Linked DNA regions of Zea mays: region 2 is linked to region 1. A link is a contact called in public Hi-C data. All regions are on one chromosome and are shown on one strand. The core of a region is the stretch at or near the end of the contact, and the rest is flanking DNA. Distances in the headings are between cores, read along the strand shown. Region 1 has its middle 5.9 kb from the start of LOC111591142. Region 2 has its middle 42 kb from the start of LOC103632349.

The links. Hi-C and Micro-C count contacts between places; a contact is called where the count stands out from the background.
Region 2: a Hi-C map of ear shows a contact between it and region 1, with 2.2 times the contacts expected there. The contact joins two enhancer-like sites. A contact is called at or near these places in 2 of 25 Hi-C or Micro-C datasets (ear and tassel).

The regions. Positions count from the first base shown.
Region 1 is chr3:218,329,837-218,333,639 of Zm-B73-REFERENCE-NAM-5.0, forward strand. No RefSeq gene overlaps it. Among protein-coding and RNA genes, the nearest start is that of LOC111591142, 5.9 kb to the left of the region's middle. Within about 2 kb of position 2,530, at least 4 of the 20 cell types and tissues checked have an H3K27ac peak or open chromatin away from gene starts, as enhancers often do. A contact at or near this core is called in ear, where this site is marked.
Region 2 is chr3:218,569,259-218,573,192 of Zm-B73-REFERENCE-NAM-5.0, forward strand. No RefSeq gene overlaps it. Among protein-coding and RNA genes, the nearest start is that of LOC103632349, 42 kb to the right of the region's middle. Within about 2 kb of position 2,488, at least 20 of the 20 cell types and tissues checked have an H3K27ac peak or open chromatin away from gene starts, as enhancers often do. A contact at or near this core is called in ear, where this site is marked.

The DNA of each region.
Region 1 (3,803 bases), core at 1,280-3,779:
AATTTCTTCCAAATACCATAGTCAATTTTTAACTTTTCCCATTTGTTCTTGAACTGTTTTCTAGTGTATGCAATACCAGTTCTGTCTTTAAACCTTCGAATCACATTTTTGTACCCAGCTGAATTCAAATGAGTGTTTGAACGGTTTCCGATTCTTGTTTCTTCAGCAAAAAGCTCACAAACAATCCTTACATTGTCATCACTCCAATCAGCCACACTATGCAGCAACAATTTCGAATCAATTTAAATACTATATGCACTTACAACTAGAAATCATAACAGAGCAAAAAATAATTTCATCACCTTGAATCCTGGGTGAGATCGATGTCGACTGCGGCTGTTGCGGGTACTGGTGCCTTTGATGCTGCTCTACCATGTTTACGTCGAGCAGTAGTAACCTGATCTGGTACCTCTTCGACACGATCATCAGTTTGATCAAGTTCAGTTCTCATGGCCGAAGGACCTCCGGATAAAGGATCATCGTGGAGCCAATTAGGACCAAGTGCTGCTTTTGCAGCACCAGTCCACCAGTCCGGCCACCCCGCTCCTCCTGTGAATGTTGTCGGAGCACCTAAACCTGCTATGAATGGTTGTGCACTGGTTGCTGCATCCGTCGGCACACAGCTGAATGGCGTCCATGGCCCGTGCTGCAAATGCGGGAGTGTGCCCGACCAAGGAACGCTCGCCCAAGAAACGAATGCGGATGCGGGAGTGTCCATGGCCTGTGCAGCAGATGCGCTGACAGCCGCCCCGACAGCTTGGCCAGCAGCCGCGCCCCTGACCGCACCGGCAGCTTGGCCAGCAGCCGCGCCAGCACAGGGCACCTCGCCAGCCCTCGTCGCGTCGCGCCTTGTCGCTGCAGCACAGGTCGCCTTGGCACAGGCAGCTTGGCCAGCAGCCGCACCAGCACAGGTCGCCAGCCCTCGTCGCGCCAGCACAGGTGCGGCCCTCACCGCGACAACCTCTTGGCCAGCAGCCGCGCCAGCACAGGTCGCCAGCCCTCGTCGCGCCAGCACAGGGGCGGCCCTCGCCGCGACGGCCTCCTGGCCAGCAGCCGCGCCGCCGACGTTCATTTCTTCCTGCATCTTGTGCGAGTCGAAGGGGGCTGAGGGAGAGAGCAACGGCGTATAGGGTTTTGGTCTGGTGGCTTGAGGGAGAGAGCCGGTAGAAAAGCTGCAATTTTGGGCTCTTGGCTTCAGCAGATTTGGAGGATGAGCTCTTTCCTATTTTTCAGTAGAAGTCCATCAAAGAGCCCTGCGTTTGGTAAATTATTTGGAGAAACCCACGAAGGAGCTCTTGAAGGAGCTATACCAAAGGGGCCCTAAATAAATGTATCATATATTCGTTTTCTACAATTTTTTCTCTCTCTATTCGATTTCACGTTTTTATTCTAGAAATATATAATACTTTATATTATCTGTATGCGCAGATAATAAATACCATGTAAACTCATTAAATAGTCTACCAAACGGAGAGCTTCTTCGTAAGAATAGGAAGGAGCAGCCCCATTCCGCCATTCGTAAGAATAGAAAGGAGCAGCCCAATAAACCGAGCAAAGCGGAGCTCCAAAAAGAGGCTTCTCCAGCTCTCTCTAGTCCTTCTCTCTTACATGAAAATATATAGGAGCTACATTTTCAACTAATTAGGTTGTTCCTCTAGAGGCTCTTCATGAAAAAAAAGGAGGAAGTTATCCACAGAGCAGCCAAAGCTAGCTGAAGCTGTTGATGCAAGAGCCTTTATATTTTGAAGATATATTATGGACCCAAACCACAGCTCATTCTATATCTTGGATTCTGTGTGTAGGGAGAAAAAAAAATCCCACAACCAAGCGTGTGCTGTATTTTCGAGGATAACGTGCCTGCTGCAGATTCTATAATTCTTAGTAAACCAAACGCGGCCTTAAGATGACGCCCATTGCCTAATTTAAAGGCTGCTGGTACTCCCTTCTAGATCACCCTAGCTAGCTAGTGATCATCCATATATCGTAGACTGGAAAATTGGAGCTATTTGCATACAACGTTAAAAAGAGTCATAAAATCGTACGTGTTTGCATTAGAACAGCACGATCTATTCTAGAAGTAGATTTTCCCGGTATGCGCTAGTGGTAGTCTGGTGTTGTACAAGTATACAACGACTGGGTATGTAACAGAGAGATGAGATAGGTTGAGAGAGCTGCTTTCAAGTACCATTAATCTGCGATGAACGCAGAGGCAGCATGCATGCATGACGCGTGCACCTTGACATGCATGCATAAACATGCACCGACCAGTCCAACTCTTCCCTCCGCCGTCTTAAATTAAAATTCGTTTTATTTAATTAATATATTTATATAATAATTATGTATATGTTTTATACGTATCTAGATTTATCCTATCTATTTGAATATAGATATATAAAATGAAAAGCTAAAACGACTAATAATAGAGAGAAACCAGCTGTCTCCGTGATGACTAACCAATCACTGCAAGTACTGGTGGCCACTGGCCAGTCTACCAAAGGAGGACGCTTTATCAAAAAAAAAGGACGCACGTGCAGACGTGCTTTGACTGTGCAGTCAGAGCAGCTCCAGACACTGGTTATCAGTTTGCTCCTATATAATGCATGCATCGGTTTTCTGTCCGTTTCGAGCTAAATTTGTGTTACGTTTAGTCCGCCGATCGACTTTAATTTGATCCCGGCCCCAGCGCTCTTCGCCGCCGATCATATGCTCTCTTTTCCACGATCAACGCGGTCTAGAAGCCATCACTACCGGTACATACGAGAAGAGTATTATTCACTTGCCGACTAACAGTAATCAATTCCCGTTACAGAGGACTTTGAAATTTTCTGTAGTATACCGGGTCCTAAGACTAAGGCCATGTTTAATTAGAGGGACTAAAGATTAGTCCCTGCTTTTTAGTCTCGTTTAGTCTCTATTTTACTAAACGGAGGGACTAAAGTAGGGACTAATTGACTTTAATCTCTAGTCCCTCACATGAGTGCTAAAAGGGACTAAAAGCCAACATTTACTCTAATTGTCCTTGCCTAGAAAACCGACGTTGTCGGCGTTTCGAACCCGGGGGTCCCTGGACCGACGAGTAAATTGTCGTCGCGTGCCCCAGCCCAGATGGGTCGGCGCGAGACGGAGCGCGAAGGGGGGAAGAAGCCGGAGAGAGACAGGCGTGAGAGGTGAAATCCCGCGGCCTTCGTGTTTGTCCCGCGCCTAGGTCGGGTGCGCTTGCAGTAGGGGTTACAAGCGTCCACGCGGGAGGGAGCAAGCGGCCTTACGCGAGCGTCGTCCCGTCCTTCGCCGCGCGGCCAACCCTCTGTAAGAGGGCCCTGGATCTTCCTTTTATAGGCGTAAGGAAAGGATCCAGGTGTACAATGGGGGGTGTAGCAGTGTGCTAACGTGTCTAGCGGAGGAGAGCTAGTGCCCTAAGTACATGCCATCGTGGCAGCCGGAGAGGTTTTGGCACCCGGTTCGTGTGGTGTCGTGACCGTCGAAGGAGCGCTGGAGCCTGGCGGAAGGACAGCTGTCGGGGCTGTCGGGTCCTTGCTGACGTCCTCTTGCTTCCGTAAGGGGGCTGAGAGCCGCCGTCGTCATAGAGCGTGCGGGGCGCCATCATTACTTGTTTGGCGGAGCGAGCCAGATGGGACACCGGTCTTGTTTCCCGTAGCCTGAGTCAGCTTGGGGTAGGGTAATGATGGCGCCTCCTGTGACGTGGTCGGTCCGAGCCCTAGGTTGGGCGAGGTGGAGGCTCCTCCGAGGTCGAGGTCGAGTCTGTCTTCCGAGACCGAGGTCGAGTCCGAGCCCCTGGGTCGAGC
Region 2 (3,934 bases), core at 1,238-3,737, 240 kb after region 1:
GGTTGATAGCTCTAGTAGGTTGTTATTACGATCCTATTTTTATGGCAGATCCGAAAAACATGGCAGTCGCATGCATGCGGTTATACAGATCCTAAAATTATGGCAAAATGCATGCATGAGTCAAACACGTTCTCTTGCATGCGCGTAAATTTAGGAAAGATATGTGTGGCGGTTTCTATTTTAAATGCTTTATTTCCTCTATAAATTTAGGATCGCTGCAACAGACATGCAACTAAAACTCGTAATGACCATTTTATGCTATATATTTATACTAAATATGCTACACTGTGTAGATAATTATGCAATTCGGTATACTGCGTAAAAATCTGCTACAGGCTGCATGCACACAAATTTATGATGGAAAGAATATGCAATGAAAGGAAATGAATTGCATGCATAGAAACAAAAAATCACATTTAATGTTTTATTTCCTTCATAAATATAGGATCCCTCCAACAGCCATGCAACTAAACGCATTAGAACTAGTTTATGATGTATACTGAAACAAATTATACTACACGGTGTATGTATTTATGCAATTCCTTACACTGCGTAAAAAATCTGGCATGTTGTTCACTGGTGGACGCATCTCCGGGTGGAGCGTAAAAACCTTAAGTTTTGAGCATAAAATCCCTCAATTATAAGCGTAAATACCGAGTCAATTAGAGGCTGATAGCTTTAGTAGGTTGTTATTACGATCCTATTTTTATGACAGATCCGAAAAACATGGCAGCTGCATGCATGCGGTTTCTATTTTTATACAGATCCAAAAATTATGGCAAAATCGTGAGAGTTTCCATTGCATGCGCGCAAATTAAGAACAGCATAAATCAAGGAATTGCCTTTCCAATGTGCATGCAGTAAACTGATATACGAACTCTGTGTTAAAGCATAAAATCATACAGTTTTTAGCGTAAATAATACATGTGGTAGATATAAAACACAATAAACGAAAAGAAAAATGCGCCGGATCAGAGGATGTCACGCGCGATCATCGCTGCGCGCATCTCGCCCCTTCCGTGACGTCGCTCGCTCGAACATCGCGCCTCATGCGTCGCCGTCGCTACTCGCACGTCGACGGGCGTCGCTTGCTCGCCAGCCTTGGAAGTGCCGCCTCCTCGGGGCTTCGGGGACGCCGCTGCTTGGCTGCACAAGGGCCTCGCTGCGGATCGAGGAACCTCCGCCACCGCGCGTCGAGGTAATGGAGTTGCGGCCACCGGCCTGGGATCCGCCGCCGCTCGCCCTCTGGATCGGGGGCCGCCACCGCCGGCCTGGGAACTGCCGCCACCGCATGTCGAGGTCGGGGAGCCACGGCCACCGCAGCCACTGGCCGGGGTCCACCGTCGCGGGCTATCAGTCAACCGTCGTCGCTAATGAATCGAGATGGGGCGTGAAAAACTGAACCCTAGCACTCCGGGTCCTGTTTTATAGACGTCCGGATGTGGTCCGGCTCGACCGGATTGCACTGTCTGGCCCGGGCTTCCTTTAATTATTGGAAGCCCAGGGCGCCTAATATACAATCTATATATATATATATATGTTACTATTGTTTTTATTTATATTAAAATATGTATGTTCTATTGGCTAGATGGTGTGAATATAGGTTTAAAGTCAACAATCTTAATTTAAATCTTTATTTATATATAATTTTATTATTTTTTATCATTTAAACATAGGAAAAGCACAACGGTGAAAACCGATCCTCGTACACTGGAGATGGGTTTGTCCACCAAGAACAACGGTTCAACAGCAACAATTTAGGTATAAAGATCACCTGAGCTATCCACCGATCCACATCAGTTTTGGTTCCGATCCCCTTTTCTTTTCGTTGGCACCACCGTTTTCTTCCTACGAAAACTAGCAAACGTATCCATACTACTATAATGCTCGTACTTACGACGCCACACGGTCATATTTAGGTGTTGTTTGGTTCAGACATTATTAAAGGAATGATAATAAGACCTCTTACCGGCGGTAATGGTTACTAGTTATAATGTGACTGGATACCAGTACCTAGAAACACCACCTTAACGACAGTGTAACAGACGAGAGTCTAGTCAGCCGGTATGGTAGATCCTCTCCACAAAAAAAATATAATAAAGTTAATATTAAAGTGAACATATAATCCATATATAATATATTAAACTGGTAAGAATAAATATTATACTTTACCTTAGTCAAAAGATCGAGAAAAATAATAAGTTGAAAATGAATCTGATCCTCATTTTATAGCTCGTTCGATTACCCATCCTCCTTTAGATAGCGGGTGGTACTATATGGAAACGCTACGCTGCGTACGACTTCACGTTGTCTTGAGCTTGGATGGTTTGTGGTTTCTCACAATCCATTTATAAGATACTCGTAGACGAGGAAGCTGGAGAAGCTGGGGAGACAAAGGCGGATTTTGATATAGCCCAACCGGTCCATGGCCTGGTGCTAGCCCATCCAAGTAGGATAGGTCCATCCCAGTTACATGCATGGGCCATATTTCTTACTGGCGTCCTCCCAACCTGGCAGTCTCCCTCTCCACATGCCACTTGCACCGCTGCACGTGCTAACTAACAGCTTCTCCAGACTTCGGTTCGCGCCCGCGCCGCCAAGGATATCGTCGTCGACGCCTCGTCGAGCAACCGCCTAGCCGCTTTGCCCACGGCTCTAGTTCGTGCCCCTGCCGCCCCTACCCACAGGGCCCGCCCAACCGCCGCCGAGCGCGCAGCGCCCGCCGCTCAGTGCCTCAGTTTACGCCACCTTGCACCCATGCGCTCTCACCAGTCCGGCTCTCCCTCCACCGACGTCCGGGGCTCCGGCCTCCGGGATTTGGTGGCGCCTCGTCGTCCGGCACTCCCCATTGGCCTACCCCAAGAGCCACTGCCACTCTACCAAGGACAGGAGCAGGTGCGGATTTAGGCAAGCGATTGGAGTTAAAATGGGACAGCGAGTGGAGTTGAATTTGCAAGCAAATATAACGTACTTATGGTGCTTTCCATTGTGTGCAGAAAATTGTGGTGAAGGTGGATGTGCAGTTTTGCATGTTGAAGACCGCCTGCGACTATCTGTGTTTGTCGGTAAATGTTTAGGACTCTAGTCATTTTACTATTATTTACACAACTTATAATTAGAGATGGCTTATAAATTATTTTGAAACTTGTCAGGTATCGTAATTAAGGGTATCTAGGTCACACTTCTAAACATGCTTAACCCCTAAACTATCCCGAGGTCAAGAAAATGTGAGCCACGGTTCGCTCCAGACCTCGCTCAAAGGTTGCTCAAAACTCTGCCTCGCCCGAGCCTACCCTCGGGCGAGGACAACACTCGGGGAAATCCTCGTCCCGCCTGAGGTATCATCTCCACGGAACAGCTGTTTCCGACTCACCTGAGTCCGTCTCGGATAGGAGGACAACTCTGAGCCTGGCCTAAGTTAAAGGTTGCGGGAACCGTGGAGACGTGGGCATTCAATACAAATACTCACCCCACGTGACACCGCAGTCAAACAGGAGCGACAGGACCGTGGTCTCATCCACTTTCACCGACTACGATGACGCATGCCTGGAAATAACGACTACTGCTCCTCCATGGCGTCTGCTGAGTTCAAACAACACCGGATGGGACGTGCGTACGACAAGCATGGTCTCGCCCTCGGGAGGGAACTCCGCCTCGCTCAAAGTCGGCCTCAGCCTCGAAGCAAAATCTACCTCGCCCGAGCTCGGCCTCGACCAACCCCCCCCCCCCCCCCCCCCCGGTGAATCTCGCATAAGGTCACTTCTTCAATTATTCCCTGCATGACCGCAAGCCCAGAGCAGGCTCGACCAAGGCCTCGGGAAGACTTCTGTCTCTCCCGAGCGTGGCTTTGGCCTTGGTAGTATCGACAAAAGGACGCCCGACATAACCAGAAGTTGCAGAGCTAACCTCAGATTGCCAAGAGCTTTTCGCTATA